Regions from separate parts of the Mus musculus genome. Here all the other regions are linked to region 3. A link is a contact called in public Hi-C and promoter capture Hi-C data. All regions are on one chromosome and are shown on one strand. Each heading gives the region's core, a stretch centred on a gene start, on an enhancer-like site or on the middle of the called end of the contact. The rest is flanking DNA. Distances are from core to core; before and after follow the strand shown.

The links. Promoter capture Hi-C pulls out the DNA fragments that hold promoters and counts their contacts. Hi-C and Micro-C count contacts between places; a contact is called where the count stands out from the background.
Region 1: a contact with region 3 is called in a Hi-C map of regulatory T cells, with 7 times the contacts expected there. The contact joins the promoter of Ttc16 here to the promoter of Ralgps1 in region 3. A contact is called at or near these places in 8 of 39 promoter capture datasets (the 3T3-L1 cell line, the HPC-7 cell line, embryonic stem cells and 5 more) and 1 of 484 Hi-C or Micro-C datasets (regulatory T cells).
Region 2: a promoter capture Hi-C map of pre-B cells shows a contact between it and region 3, with 2.9 times the contacts expected there. The contact joins the promoter of Tor2a here to the promoter of Ralgps1 in region 3. A contact is called at or near these places in 3 of 39 promoter capture datasets (the 3T3-L1 cell line, the HPC-7 cell line and pre-B cells).

The regions. Positions count from the first base shown.
Region 1 is chr2:32,774,308-32,778,126 of GRCm38.p6, forward strand. Ttc16 (tetratricopeptide repeat domain 16) reads right to left here and starts at 1,326. Exons shown (of 15, transcript NM_177384.3): 1 at 1,024-1,326; 2 at 741-788; 3 at 84-250. The coding sequence starts at 1,041. It overlaps Ptrh1 (peptidyl-tRNA hydrolase 1 homolog), which reads left to right and starts at 1,514. Exons shown (of 5, transcript NM_178595.3): 1 at 1,514-1,588; 2 at 1,997-2,216; 3 at 2,400-2,499; 4 at 2,676-2,721; 5 at 2,815-3,286. The coding sequence starts at 1,523. The coding sequence ends at 2,997. It overlaps Cfap157 (cilia and flagella associated protein 157), which reads right to left. Exons shown (of 9, transcript NM_025619.1): 7 at 3,810-3,819; 8 at 3,521-3,710; 9 at 3,106-3,262. The coding sequence ends at 3,191.
Region 2 is chr2:32,754,523-32,758,589 of GRCm38.p6, forward strand. Tor2a (torsin family 2, member A) reads left to right here and starts at 2,712. Exons shown (of 5, transcript NM_152800.3): 1 at 2,712-2,928. The coding sequence starts at 2,778. It overlaps Sh2d3c (SH2 domain containing 3C), which reads left to right. Exons shown (of 12, transcript NM_013781.3): 12 at 1-485. The coding sequence ends at 49. It also overlaps a transcript of Ttc16 not described here.
Region 3 is chr2:33,368,708-33,373,117 of GRCm38.p6, forward strand. It overlaps Ralgps1 (Ral GEF with PH domain and SH3 binding motif 1), which reads right to left and starts at 2,787. Exons shown (of 20, transcript NM_175211.5): 1 at 2,563-2,787.

The DNA.
Region 1 (3,819 bases), core at 76-2,575, 600 kb before region 3:
GCAGCCAGCTTGCAGCTGAACCCAGTATTAATAATGGTTTTGTAGAGTAGGAACCTGGAGTTGGAGACAAAGAAGTCACTCACTACTCTCTGACTTTGGCAGGCACTGTTGATCCTATCATCCTTCGTTTTGTAGGATCTGTCATAACATAGAACACATGACTGGTCCCAAAGATGCGTCGCAGGATCTTCTCTGGGGCTTCAGGAACCTTTAGCTTTGGAGTTTTCTGGGAACGGGCACTGTGAGGCTCCTGGAACCAAGCCAGGGGCAGTAAGCTCAGAAGGCCTCAGGAACACTTCCCCCAGGAGCTTTGCCTACTGGAAGAGGTGTGAAGAGGCCTCCTGGTAGAAGGCACACCTAGTCTGGGGTTCAACAGTCCCCCAGGGCTCCAACATTTCTCTAGCCCTGCCTCTCTCCCTGTCCTGTGGTCAAGGTCAAGGAACCACTGCACCCTCTGCTCTCCTCTTGGGCTTTGTCTGCTCTCACCTTGTGCTCTAGCTGCTCATCGTTTTCAGACCCTGCTGCACAAGGTTCCTTGTGACTCCCGCCCTGGGATTCTCACACTCGTCAGGTCACATTGAGCAAGCACTTCACCTGACTTCTTCCCAGGGCTTCTCACCTCTGTGTGATCACCCTTCCCATAGTCACCAGAATCGGGGAACCTATGTCTCATCAGTCCTCAAGTTCTGTGTTTCACTCCTCAAAATCTCTCCACTTGGGCTGGGCACGGTAGTGCATACCTTTAATAACCCCGTTCTAGAGCTAGAGGCAGATGGAGTTCTCTGAGTCTATAAAACAAACAAACAAAACCCCAAAACGTTAAAACAACAACAACCCCCCCAAAAAATCTCTCTGCCCTCTCTCTCCCTTAGGACTGGGAGGCCAGTCACCCTTCTCCCCTACCACACTACAAATGATGACCTCTGACCTCTCCCAGTTCCCCTGAAGGGCTTGACTGGCTCTTCCTCAAGCCCTTCTTGCGGCCCCGACCTCTGCCTCAGCTTTCCCCTTCTCAGCCCTCACCTTGCTTCTGTCTGTCATGGCCAGGTTTCTAGGCTAACTTCTGGGCTAAGCATACTCTGAGGTTCCCTAGCTCCGTTGTTGCTAGGCACCAGGTCCACGATGTCCATAGGCCCCGCCCACTTGGCCCCGCCTCCGAGAGTCACTAGAAACTCAGCAAGGCAAGCCAAGGCCTAAGTCAAGGAAAGAACCTATGGGCAGTGCACGCCGACGCGGGCCAGGGTAGAAACTTAACGAGGTACCAGCCCTCGAGCAAAGGCCGAGCAAAGGCTGAGCCATACAGGGTGACGCGTCGCGGAGGAATGCACCCAGACACTCGCCCGGGCCCGCGATCCACCCACTTCCGCCCCGCAGAGACATGGCGGACGCCAAACCCAGCCTGGATTGGGCGTCGCTGGACATGTCGTGATGCTATTGGCTTAGGGATGCCTGACGTCAAGGGGCGGGGTCCTGGCTGTGAATGGGAGTCGGCACGTTGAAGTCCGGTCTTTTTAGTCCAGGGATGCGGCGGAGTTGGGCCTTGAGCCGGCAGGTTTCCGAGGCTCGGTTCCCCGGGAAGCGGTGGCTGGTGAGTGGGGCGTGGGTGGCTACACAGGGACGCGGGGCTTGGCTCCGCAGCTACGCTTACATTTAAGTGTATGCGTTGTATGCATGTGCCCTGTGGCTGTCAGAGGGCAACTTAGGAGAGGGTTCTTTCCACCATGTGGGTTCTGGGGATCGAACCCAGGTTGTCAGGGTTAGCAGCAACCTTACCTTCGGAACCATCTTTTCGGGATAGTTGTCCCTTTTTCTACTTAGTCAAATAGGCGCAATACTAACTGGCTCCAAACTTTTAGTTTTGCTCTTGCACCAGGGAGCGGCATCCTCTGGCTGGTGGGGCCTCCAGGAGTTCCCAGACCCTTAAGTGCTCCTTCCCAATACTGTCGCTTCTGTTTCCTGGTCAATGTTTTGGGTCCTGAGTGAGTGTTGCCTACAGGTGGCTGGCCTGGGGAACCACGGAATGCCCGGCACCCGGCACAGTGTGGGCATGGCGGTGCTGGGGCAAATAGCAAGGCGACTGGGAGTGGCGGAGAATTGGACTCGTGACTCGCGCTGTGCTGCTGACCTCGCCCTGGCCCCGCTCGGGGATGCTCAGCTGGTACTGCTCCGGCCGCGGCGCCTCATGAACGTCAACGGGCGCAGCGTAGCCCGAGCTGGTGAGTTGTAGGTTTCATGGATAAGAGGGCACAGGGACCAGAGAGAGGGTTCAATTGTGACAAGTGCCTGGTGAGCCCCAATTACTACAGTGAAGGCTTGGGGAAGCCTGTTTACATATGGGGGTTGTTGTGACCCCTCTGAGCAGATATGCAGTAACTAGAGTGTTGTTTCCCTGTGCCAAGCGGAGCTGTTTGGGCTGACTGCGGAGGAGATCTATCTGGTCCATGATGAACTGGACAAGCCGTTGGGAAAGCTGGCTCTGAAGCTGGGGGGCAGCGCAAGGTGAGGCTCTTATGTGCGTAGGTTTGGGTAGGGATGCTGGCCTCTGTTGGAGTGGAGTAAGATTGTTGAGACTATCTATCTCGATAGGCTGGGCTGCTCTGAAGAAGGCCTGGGCAAGGGAATGGAGGAAGGGCACTGCCTCAGAAAGTACTAACTGCTCTTCATATCCCCTCAAGGGGCCATAATGGAGTCCGTTCCTGCATTAGCTGTCTGAACTCCAATGTGAGTCTACCCTTCTGCCCTGCCCTGGGTGGGGGTGGCTAGCATTGACATTGTATCTCACCAATGCATCCTCATTCCCCTGGGACCCTACAGGCAATGCCAAGGCTGCTGGTGGGCATCGGGCGCCCCACACACCCTAATATGGTGGAGAACCATGTCCTGGGCTGTTTCTCCCCGGAGGAGCAGGAGCTACTGTCCCCATTGATGGATCAGGCCACTGACCTGCTCCTGGACCACATCCGTGCTCGAAGCCAGGGACCATTGTCAGGCCTCTAATACCAGTGGATATATCTACCTGTTTGACTGCCTGCCGGTGCCATGAAGCCAAGACAGGGCCACAGAACTGCAATGACACAGTGGTACCCAATGTTTATATAACTTCCCTGGGTTTCCCCAGGCTACTTGCAGATTCAAGGAGGGACTGTGGCCACATCAGTCTGTTTCTGCAGCAGCTTGGTCTCCCCGTTCGCTATTTGCGGTGTAGGAAAGGTCTAGGAAGGGTAAACTTTCTGAACCTTTTGAGAGCTCCAGATGGGTAGATCTGCAAGATTAAAGATACGAACTTGAAATTGGAAGCTTCCTGTGGGGTTAGGCACCAGTGGGTAGGGACAAGAGGGTCTGGCAAACCCTATTCCTAAGGGATCATGGGTATAATGCTTTAGCCTTTTTCCATTGGGTCATTTTCTAGGTGGGGAGGAGCAAAGAGATTCCACCATATCCCTGAGGCTACCCAACTATAGCCTGGCAGAACCAGGGACAGCTGTCAGCTTGCTGTGCCTAGGGTTCCTGGCACCCCTACCTCATTCGTGTTCTGGCAGATCCCCATTCGGGTGATATAGGAGAGGGGCCTGAGATCCTGGGGTTTGAGTGGGATGCGGACCGGACGTCGAGGCACCAGCCCAAGATCCCCTGGCTTATAGGTTGTGATGGTCGAGAGCTGCTGCAGCAGAGAAACAGCCCCTTCCTTGGATGTCTGGGTGATGCGTTGGCTGTGGAGAGGGATCCAGGGTCATCCCCTCCATCCCCACAAGAGGAAAAATATTGGAGAGCCAGGGTCTGCTGAGGCCCCCACAGGGCTATCTGCTCACCTTTCTTTGG
Region 2 (4,067 bases), core at 1,462-3,961, 610 kb before region 3:
TGCCTTGTCCCACAAGCTGGAACCTGCCATCCGCTCTAGCGAGCTGTGACCCCGGAGATCTCGCCTCTCTGCAGCTGCGGGCAGCATCGGCGGCAGAGGGGCTCAGGACATTCCCTCCAGAGCACCACAGGGACACTGTGATCAGCCCAAGAATGTTCTGGGTTCAAATCCAGGATCTCCCTTGCACTTCCAGGGTCCTGAATGGACTCTGAGCTCCATTCTTCCATCACACACGCGCCAAGTCTCCCTTCCAAATGGACAGGAACCTCTGCTCCTCCCACCGGCTTGCGCTGGCCCCCCTTTTGCTGAGGTTCCCTGTTTTTGAGCCATGGGAGGCTCCCCACCCCTCTTCCTTCCTGCAGGCATCTATGCCTAGAGGTGCCACAGCCTCCATCTTACTGTAAATAAGTCTGGTGTAAATGTATGTACAGAAGCCATGCTCTCTTTCATATAATAAACTTTAATGACTCTTTCTTCTGTCCCATGAGGCCTTGGTAGAAAGAAGCAATTCCACAGGTGAACGGTCCACAACACCAGGAAATACCTGGTTAGCGCCAAAGACTTCCCAGATGATATGGGGAACCAGGTTTACAGCAGCCCCTCCCTGACCGCCATGAGCTCAGGTATTAGCAGGGGAGACGGTCAGTCCAGAGCAGTGTAAGTAGGGGCCTCAGTCTTCTCTGAGCCCAGGGCTTGTCAGGAGAAACCATAGTTCCCCCCCCCCCCGGCCCTCACCCCATCCACAAGAAGTCCAGAGTTTGAGGTAAAAGGGCTTTTAAAAATCTAGAGACCAGAAGAGATGGCTTAGTGGCCAAGAGCACTGAGTGATCTTTCAGAGGACTCTGGCTCAATCCCAGCACTCACATGGTGGCTCATAATCTAGAACTCCAGTGCTAAGGGGTCTTAAGCCCTCTTCTGACCTCCTTGGGTACCGGGCACACATGCGGTGTGTGAGCAAAATAGCCATACAAATAAAATAAAATTTAAATTAAAAAAAATCTTTAAACTGGATCTAGTGACTCATCACTTTAATTCCATCACTTTGGACTCAGAGGCAGGCAAATCTTTGAGGCCAGTCCAAGCTGTTTAGTGAGCGCCCCCCCCTTCAAAAAAAATCTTTAAATATGAAACCTAGAATCCCAATTCCCCTTACACCTGGTGGGTGAGGTGACTTTTTCTGAGCTATAATAGCAGAACAAGCAAGTTTGCTGGTGGTGATCACAGGCTAGGCCTGGGCCTCAGGAATCTGCTTACTGAATTAGAGACACAGGGGTTCTTTGCTCTGAGCTCTTGATATTAGATCTTCGACCACACCTGGAGGTGGGTTGAGTTCAATGGCTCAGTGACTAGGAAACTTGGATAAGAAGCTTAATGTCTTGGGTTCCAAATTCAATAGAACCAAGACAATAAGGGACCCCCTCTCCTTGGATTTATATTAGTCTTTAGCGTGTAGTAGTAGCTGGTAAGAAAGAGCAATACTCATTTACATATATATGCAAATTTTTTTAAGCTCTGAGAAACTTTTATTAGGGTTTAAAAGAAAAACCCTGGGGCAGGCAAGCTTTAAATCTCAGATGCTGCCTGGAGGAGGAGGATGGAGAAAGAAAAAAAGCCATGTCATTTGGATTAGTTGACAAAGAGGCTAGCCTCGCGATAGTCAGAGAGGGCTTTAGGGAGTGACACCCAAAGTGTTAGAGAGGTGTGCTTAGAAAAAAGAAGGGGCCGGGCAGTGGTGGTACACACCTTTAATCCCAGCACTCAGAGGCAGGCAGATCTCTGAGTTTGAAGCCAGCCTGCCTCAGAGCTAGTCCAAGGACAGCTGGGGCTACACAGGGAAACCCTGTCCCGAAAAGACAGAGACAAAGGAAGAAAAGTAAAAAGCACACTTTTGGAGTTCCTTAGACTTGTGAAGCTGCATCACTGCCTTTTGATTTACTTATTTATCCATTTTGTGAGTGTGTGTGTGAACTCACGCACGTGTAGAGAGGTTCAAGGACAATTTGCAGGATTGGTTCTTGATTTCCACCAGGTAGGCTCTGGGGATTGTACTCCGGTCTTTAGGCCGGTTGGCAAGTGTCTTTGCCTACAAAACCAGCTTTTTTTTGGGGGGGGGGGTTTGAGACAGGGTTTCTCTGTGTAGCCCTGGCTGTCCTGGAACTCACTCTGTAGACCAGGCTGGCCTCGAACTCAGAAATCTGCCTGCCTCTGCCTCCCAAGTGCTGGGATTAAAGGCATGCACCACCACGCCCAGCTCACAAAACCATCTTGAAGGTTCTATTTTCTGAGCCAAAAACACTTTATGTGACCACATCTCATTGAGCTGACCATCCCTGGGTATAGAGTAGGTACTGTTGCATCCCATGTAAGGCGCCTGCCTGACACTGGCAGAGACATTCTCAAAAGGCGGTTGTGAGCACTCTTCCGTCACATTTTTAAAAAGAGCTTGGAAAAGGCTCTCAGGAAAGTGTAAAGTCCGGCTCAAGTTTTTGTTATTATGTTGTTTCACTCTCTTAATCTTTTATTCTTTCTGAGGTAAGGTTTCGGGCCGCTAGTTACCCGTGACCATGGCAACGCGGGACTGGGTGGTTCGCGGGCTCCCCCAGGAGGCCTATTTGCAGTACTGCTGCGAGACAACCTGTGGGTTTTAGAGCCCCAAGGAAGGGGAGCCGGGAGTTGTAGGCAATGGGCGTGGCTGCCTCGGAGCGGTGCACACCGGGAGCTGTAGTTCACAGGTTCTGGCGGTGGGCGGCCTCTGACCGAAATCGGGCCTCAACCGGATGGCGGTGGCGAGGCACGGCTACCGGCCCTGGGGCTCGATCCTCGGGCTGCTCGGGCTGGCCTTGGCTGCCGCCGCCGCCTGGGACGTGGCTTCTCTGCGCTGCACCTTCGGCTCGTTCTGCGAATGCGACTTCTGGCCCGACTTGCCGGGTGAGGGGTGGGAGCCGGTGCGGACGGGCGGGCAGCCGGCAGTTCGCAGGGGCTCGAAACATCTGCCGCCCCGCCGGCCGCCGGCGGAGGTGGGGATCCGAGAGCCTCTGGTGCAAACCTGAGGAGAGGGTTTGGAGGGGGCCCGGTGGAGGGAAGCCTTTGACAGAGGGGCGCCCAGTGGCTTGTGGTAGGCCTCCCTTGTGCGGACTTGTCACACCGGGGGAGAAACCTGCCGTCGCCTGAACCTGTAGACAGCTGTCGTCTACTCGGGGCTGGTGCAACCCGGAGAACCGCCTCGAGGGGGCGGTGCCGCACTGGCCCTTGCCGAGGTGACTGATCCTGTCCCTCGTTTGGACACAAGTATCCCAGAGGTCTTAGACACATGCCTTCGACCCTCTGATGCTTTTTGTTTGTTTGTTTGTTTGTTTTCCCGACAGAATCTTTCTACACTGATTTGACTGTTCTGGACCTCACTATGTGGACCAGGCTGGTCTCAAACTCCCAGAGATCCACTTAGCTCTGCCTCCAGAGTGCTAAGAGATTAAGGGTTTGCACCACCATATTCTGGCTCTTTTTGTTTTTTGTTTTTTTAAAGATTTATTTATTTTTTTATTTATATGAGTACACTGCGACTGCCTTCAGACACACACTAGAAGAGGGCATCAGATCCCATTACAGATGGTTGTGAGCCACATGTGGTTGCTGGGAATTGAACTCAGGACCTTTGGCAGTCAGTGCTCTTTCCATCTTTCCAGCCTCCCCCTTTTTTTTTTAATATTTATGCTTTGCCTGCAAGTATGGTTACATCCATGTGCCCATGGAAGTTTGAAGACGGTGTTGGCTCCTCTGGGATGGACTTACAGATAGTTGAGAGCTACCATGTGAGTGGTAGGAATCGAACTTAAGTTCTCTGCAAGAGCAGCCAGTGCTGTTTGTTTGTTTGTTTGTTTGTTTGTTTTGAGACAGGGTTTCTCTGTGTAGCCCTGCTTGGCTGGCCTGGAATTTACTATGTAGACCAGGCTGGCCTCGAACTCAAAAGAGATCTCCCTGCCTGTGCCTCCCAATTGCCTGGATTAAAGGTGTGTTGGAATTCACCATAAACCCAGGCTGGCCTTTGATTGGGAGGATTACTGCTGCCT
Region 3 (4,410 bases), core at 1,537-4,036:
TACCAAGCCAGAGCTGTAAGGAACACGCTGGGGACAGATCACAACAGTTTTCTATTATGCAGTTTTCTCTCAGCTCTGAATGCAGTTGCCCTAATAACAAATTAAAAAGCTAACTATGAAAAAAATAAAGTCAATTATGAGGCAAGTGAAAGGGCTCAGAGGTTATAAACAGAGGTTATAAAGGTGCCTACCTCCAAGCCTGAGAACCCGATACGGTAGAAGCAGAGAACAGACTCCCACAGGTTATCCTCTGACCCTCACATGCACACTGTTACATGCACAGAAATACACATAAATGTAATAAAAATATTTTTAAGAAGGGAAAAAACTAACCATCTAATTTTCTGATATGCAGGTTTGGAGCTTTGTTTTAACACAAAGGACAGGAGAAAGTCCCTAGGTGACACATAGCTTCTGCCAAGACAGGATGGGACAACTCGCGCTGCTGCTTCTAGACCTCGCACCTGCCACACAAGTGCTTCTGGAACAGGAGCCTATCCCTGCAACATCCCATGATGCTCTGAATCACCAGTGCCAATGGTAGCAAGGGAAGCCAGCATCATGGTATTTGGTCCCCCCAAAAGTCCCACGTTTCTAAAATGAAGGCAAATGCAAGCTAGCAAAGAAGTTTCTGCACCTTGTCTTCAGTCCATATAACCCAGGGTGAAAGCATGTCAGGTTAGATTAGCCAAGCACTCTCGAGGAAACACAAGGCACCCAAAGGTCACACACAGATAAAGGGTACTTCTGGAGCACAGAGGCCCTACCATATTTCTCCCTTCTGTCTCCATAAATACCTAATGAAGGTCTGCCGTGCTCTTCATCCTAAAGTCTTCTTTCTGAAACGTGGCAGAATCAAGTTGGTAGTGGGAGTATTCCAATGGGCTCTACTATAGGCCTAGCCCATCAGCTAAGATCCACACTGGACCTGGGGTCCAAAGGTCAGCCAACAAGGGAAACACGCTTCCCTTTCCATTCATCATGGCTCCCCAGGCTGCATTCCTGCCCAAGGCTGCACAGGGAGTACCATAATCTAAACCACCTCTAGTTTGGAGGAGGGAATTCCCCAACACAAATGTGATTCAAACTCTCAAGAGAAAGAGACTTTTATTTTTCTTTTTTTCTTTTTTCTTTTTCTTTGTGTGTGTGTGTGTGTGTGTGTGTTTTGTTTTGTTTTTTTTTTTTTTTTGAGACAGGGTTTCTCTGTGTAGCCCTGGCTGTCCTGGAACTCACTCTGTAGACCAGGCTAGCCTCGAAATCAGAAATTGCCTGCTTCTGCCTCCCAAGTACTGGGATTAAAGGTGTGCGCCACCACTGCCCGGCAAGAAAGAGACCTTAACTCACCTCTTGACAAGGAATTCCCCTCTGGCCCTGGAAGGTCACAATTAGGCACCAGGGATGGTCACTTTGACAACAACAAAACACACAAAAAGGCAAAAATAACTCCCAGGTGTCTGTCCCAGCTCCAAAGAGCCAAGTTCTCATTCCGCCTCTTCGCCCCCACCACGCTGCCTTTTCTATCTTTTTGAGACCAGCACTGTGAAGATCTGCATGAGCATCTGCTACCATGAGATCCAGAACCCTTCCGAGCATAGCATCAACGACTACTCTTGAAGAGCACACATTTTCCAACAGCTGATCAACCAATGAAACCTAACCACCCCGAAATCCAGCCAAGCTCCTTCAACAGCAACAGGGGAGTAAAACAAAAACAACAACAACAACAACAAAGGCAGTGTGCCCACTTAGGGCTCGGTTTGGCTCAGGAAAGCAGTCGGCCTATTAACCAGGGCAGCTGCGATCCTTGTACGACTCAGCAAAGACACAGGCTGCCCTGGCCTGCCCCTCCAAGAGACAACCATGGATGCCTCCAGAGCCTGCAGAAAACCCAAAGCCCCAAGACGGCGGCGGAGAGGGCAGCTTCTTCCTTCTCCAAAAAGGGTCCCACTCACCCTCAGGCTAGTCCTCACCTGCAGCCCTGCTTCCGGACCTGCCAATGATCCTCAGCCCCGCCCCCTGCCTCCCCCCGCCCCCGCCCCTACAGGGTTTCCCCAGCCCCGCCCACTGCACCTGTGCTTTTCCCTAGACTCTCCTTGCAGCCCCTCCCATTGCCACCCCATGCCCCGCCCCTCGCACCTGAGCCCTTTCCCCGCCGCTAACCTACACACAGGTTCCCTTTCTGGTCCCAGAGACCTGAGCTCCCTCCAGACCCCACGCCTCGCGCCCAGGCTCCGCCCCCAATCCATCAGGCCGCGGGACCCGCCTCCTGCACCTGCGCCCTTTCCCCCCCAACACCACCACCACCACCACCACCCCCCCCCCCCGCTCCGCCATCTCCCCGACAACCACACGCTGTCATTCGCGTCCCTGGGACCCGAGCTGGCCATGGTCCCGCCCCCCCCTCCAACCCCAAGCCGAGGTCCCACCCTCGAGCCGAGGCCCCGCCCCACCCCCTCCGGCCGGGGATCCCGCCCCGCCCGCCCCCATTCTCCCCCCCCCTCCGCCCCCCGCACCTGCAGCGGCTCGCGCCCAGGGCCCCGCCCCGCCAGCCGCTCCTCTCACCGCTGTAGTCCGGGCTGGTCACCTTGACGAGGGCCGCAGTGGCTGCCACCGCTTCTTCATGGTCTTGCGAGAGGCCCAGCGGCAGCGGCGCCTTCGTTCCGAGACCGGGGCCGGATTGAGGTTGAGCCAGGCGCAAGCTTGAAACGCGAGGCCGACGCGGGAGCCCAGCCGGTGCCCAGCCGCAGTAGGAACCGTCCACTCCTGGGCCTGAGCGGCGGCCGGCTCAGCCAATCGGCGCGCGGCACCATACCAGGGTTCTCCAACCAGCTTGCCGTAGGGGCGGAGACACGCAAATGAACCGGCTGGTTGCACCAGTGCGCAGCCGCTGCAGCAGCGGTCCCCGTTCCCCCCACCCCCCCACCCCCCACCCCACCAGCCGCGGCCTGCGCTTCGGTCTTGCAGACGCTCAGGCTTGCAAGGATGCTCTGCTGTTCTCGTCGGGCTCAGCCGCCCGCCACGCCCACCCCCTGCCTAGAAATAGACTCAGTCTACAAACATCCTTCCAGGCCTCACCCAGTGTCCTTCTTAAATTCCTACCTAGAGTTTATCGTTTTCAACAACAACATCAAAAAAAAAAAAAAAAAAAAAAAAAAAAAAAAAGGCTTTGTGAGCAAGACATCATCACCTTAGTCCCATTCTTCACAAACCTATCCCTAGGTTTCTTTATGTGATTCTAAATCTGTCAAATTGACAATCACAGTCAATCCAATAACACACTTCGAGGTCCTTGAGACTGACCCATGGTTTTCACAACAGGTAAAAGTTAGGCCTGAAGAGGGTCTTGCCCAAGACCATAGCGTTCAAAGCAGGGAGAATGGGCCTGGAAGCTGTCTCCCTGCACCCAGACCCTTTTATGGCTGGGCCAGGCAAACGCAGTGAGTAGAGCTTAAATCATCTGGCTTAAAGGCAGAGATACTAAGTTACAAAGACCGTGGAAGCCAGTGGGTGGCTGTGAATCCCTAAAGTCAGAACCACAGCAAAATTCTGTTACGCCTACAAGAGAAAGGAGGGTAGGATGCTCTTTGGACTTGTAGACAAGATCATTTTGATAACGTAATTTTTGCTGCTATGGCGTCGCTTATGGAAAGATTTAGATACTGCACTATTTAAAAGAAGAGGGAGAGGAAAACAAGAGAATCAGCAGAAATTAAACCACTTTAAGAGTGAGGTGAGGGAATAGGGGATCTCTGAGGCAAACGTCTGCTATTTTGCATGAAGAACACAGTGATGCCCGAAGGATAGTCTTAAACTGTTTCCCTTAGATAAAACAAGAGATGCATGGTGTGAGGATTCTTTTAGAAAATTTGGAATCCAGAGAGGCTGAGAGCTGAGCGCAAGCTTGAGGAAGCTTGGGTAGATGGCTATAAAGTTAGGAGTGATGGTCTAGCGTAAAGTGGAGTGCTCAGGACACGCATAAGAAAATGGACGTAGCCAGGCGGTGGTGGCGCTCGCCTTTAATCCCAGCACTTGGGAGACAGAGGCAGGCGGATTTCTGAGTTCGAGGCCAGCCTGGTCTACAAAGTGAGTTCCAGGATAGCCAGGGCTACACAGAGAAACCCTGTCTCGAAAAACCAAAAAAAAAAAAAAAAAAAGAAAAAGAAAAAGAAAGAAAGAAAGAAAATGGACGTGCTTGTAGAGGTAACCCTAATGCTTAGGATTTGGGGGATGGAAACTGGAGACTTGCTGTGACTTGCTGGCTAGCAGATTCAGTGAGAGACCCTATCTCATGGGGATAAGATGGAGAGTATAAAGCAGGACACTTGACATCCTCCTCTGGCCACCTCTGCATGCGTGTGCATCACCTGCACATACACTGCACATGCACTGACTGCTCTTCCAAAGATCCTG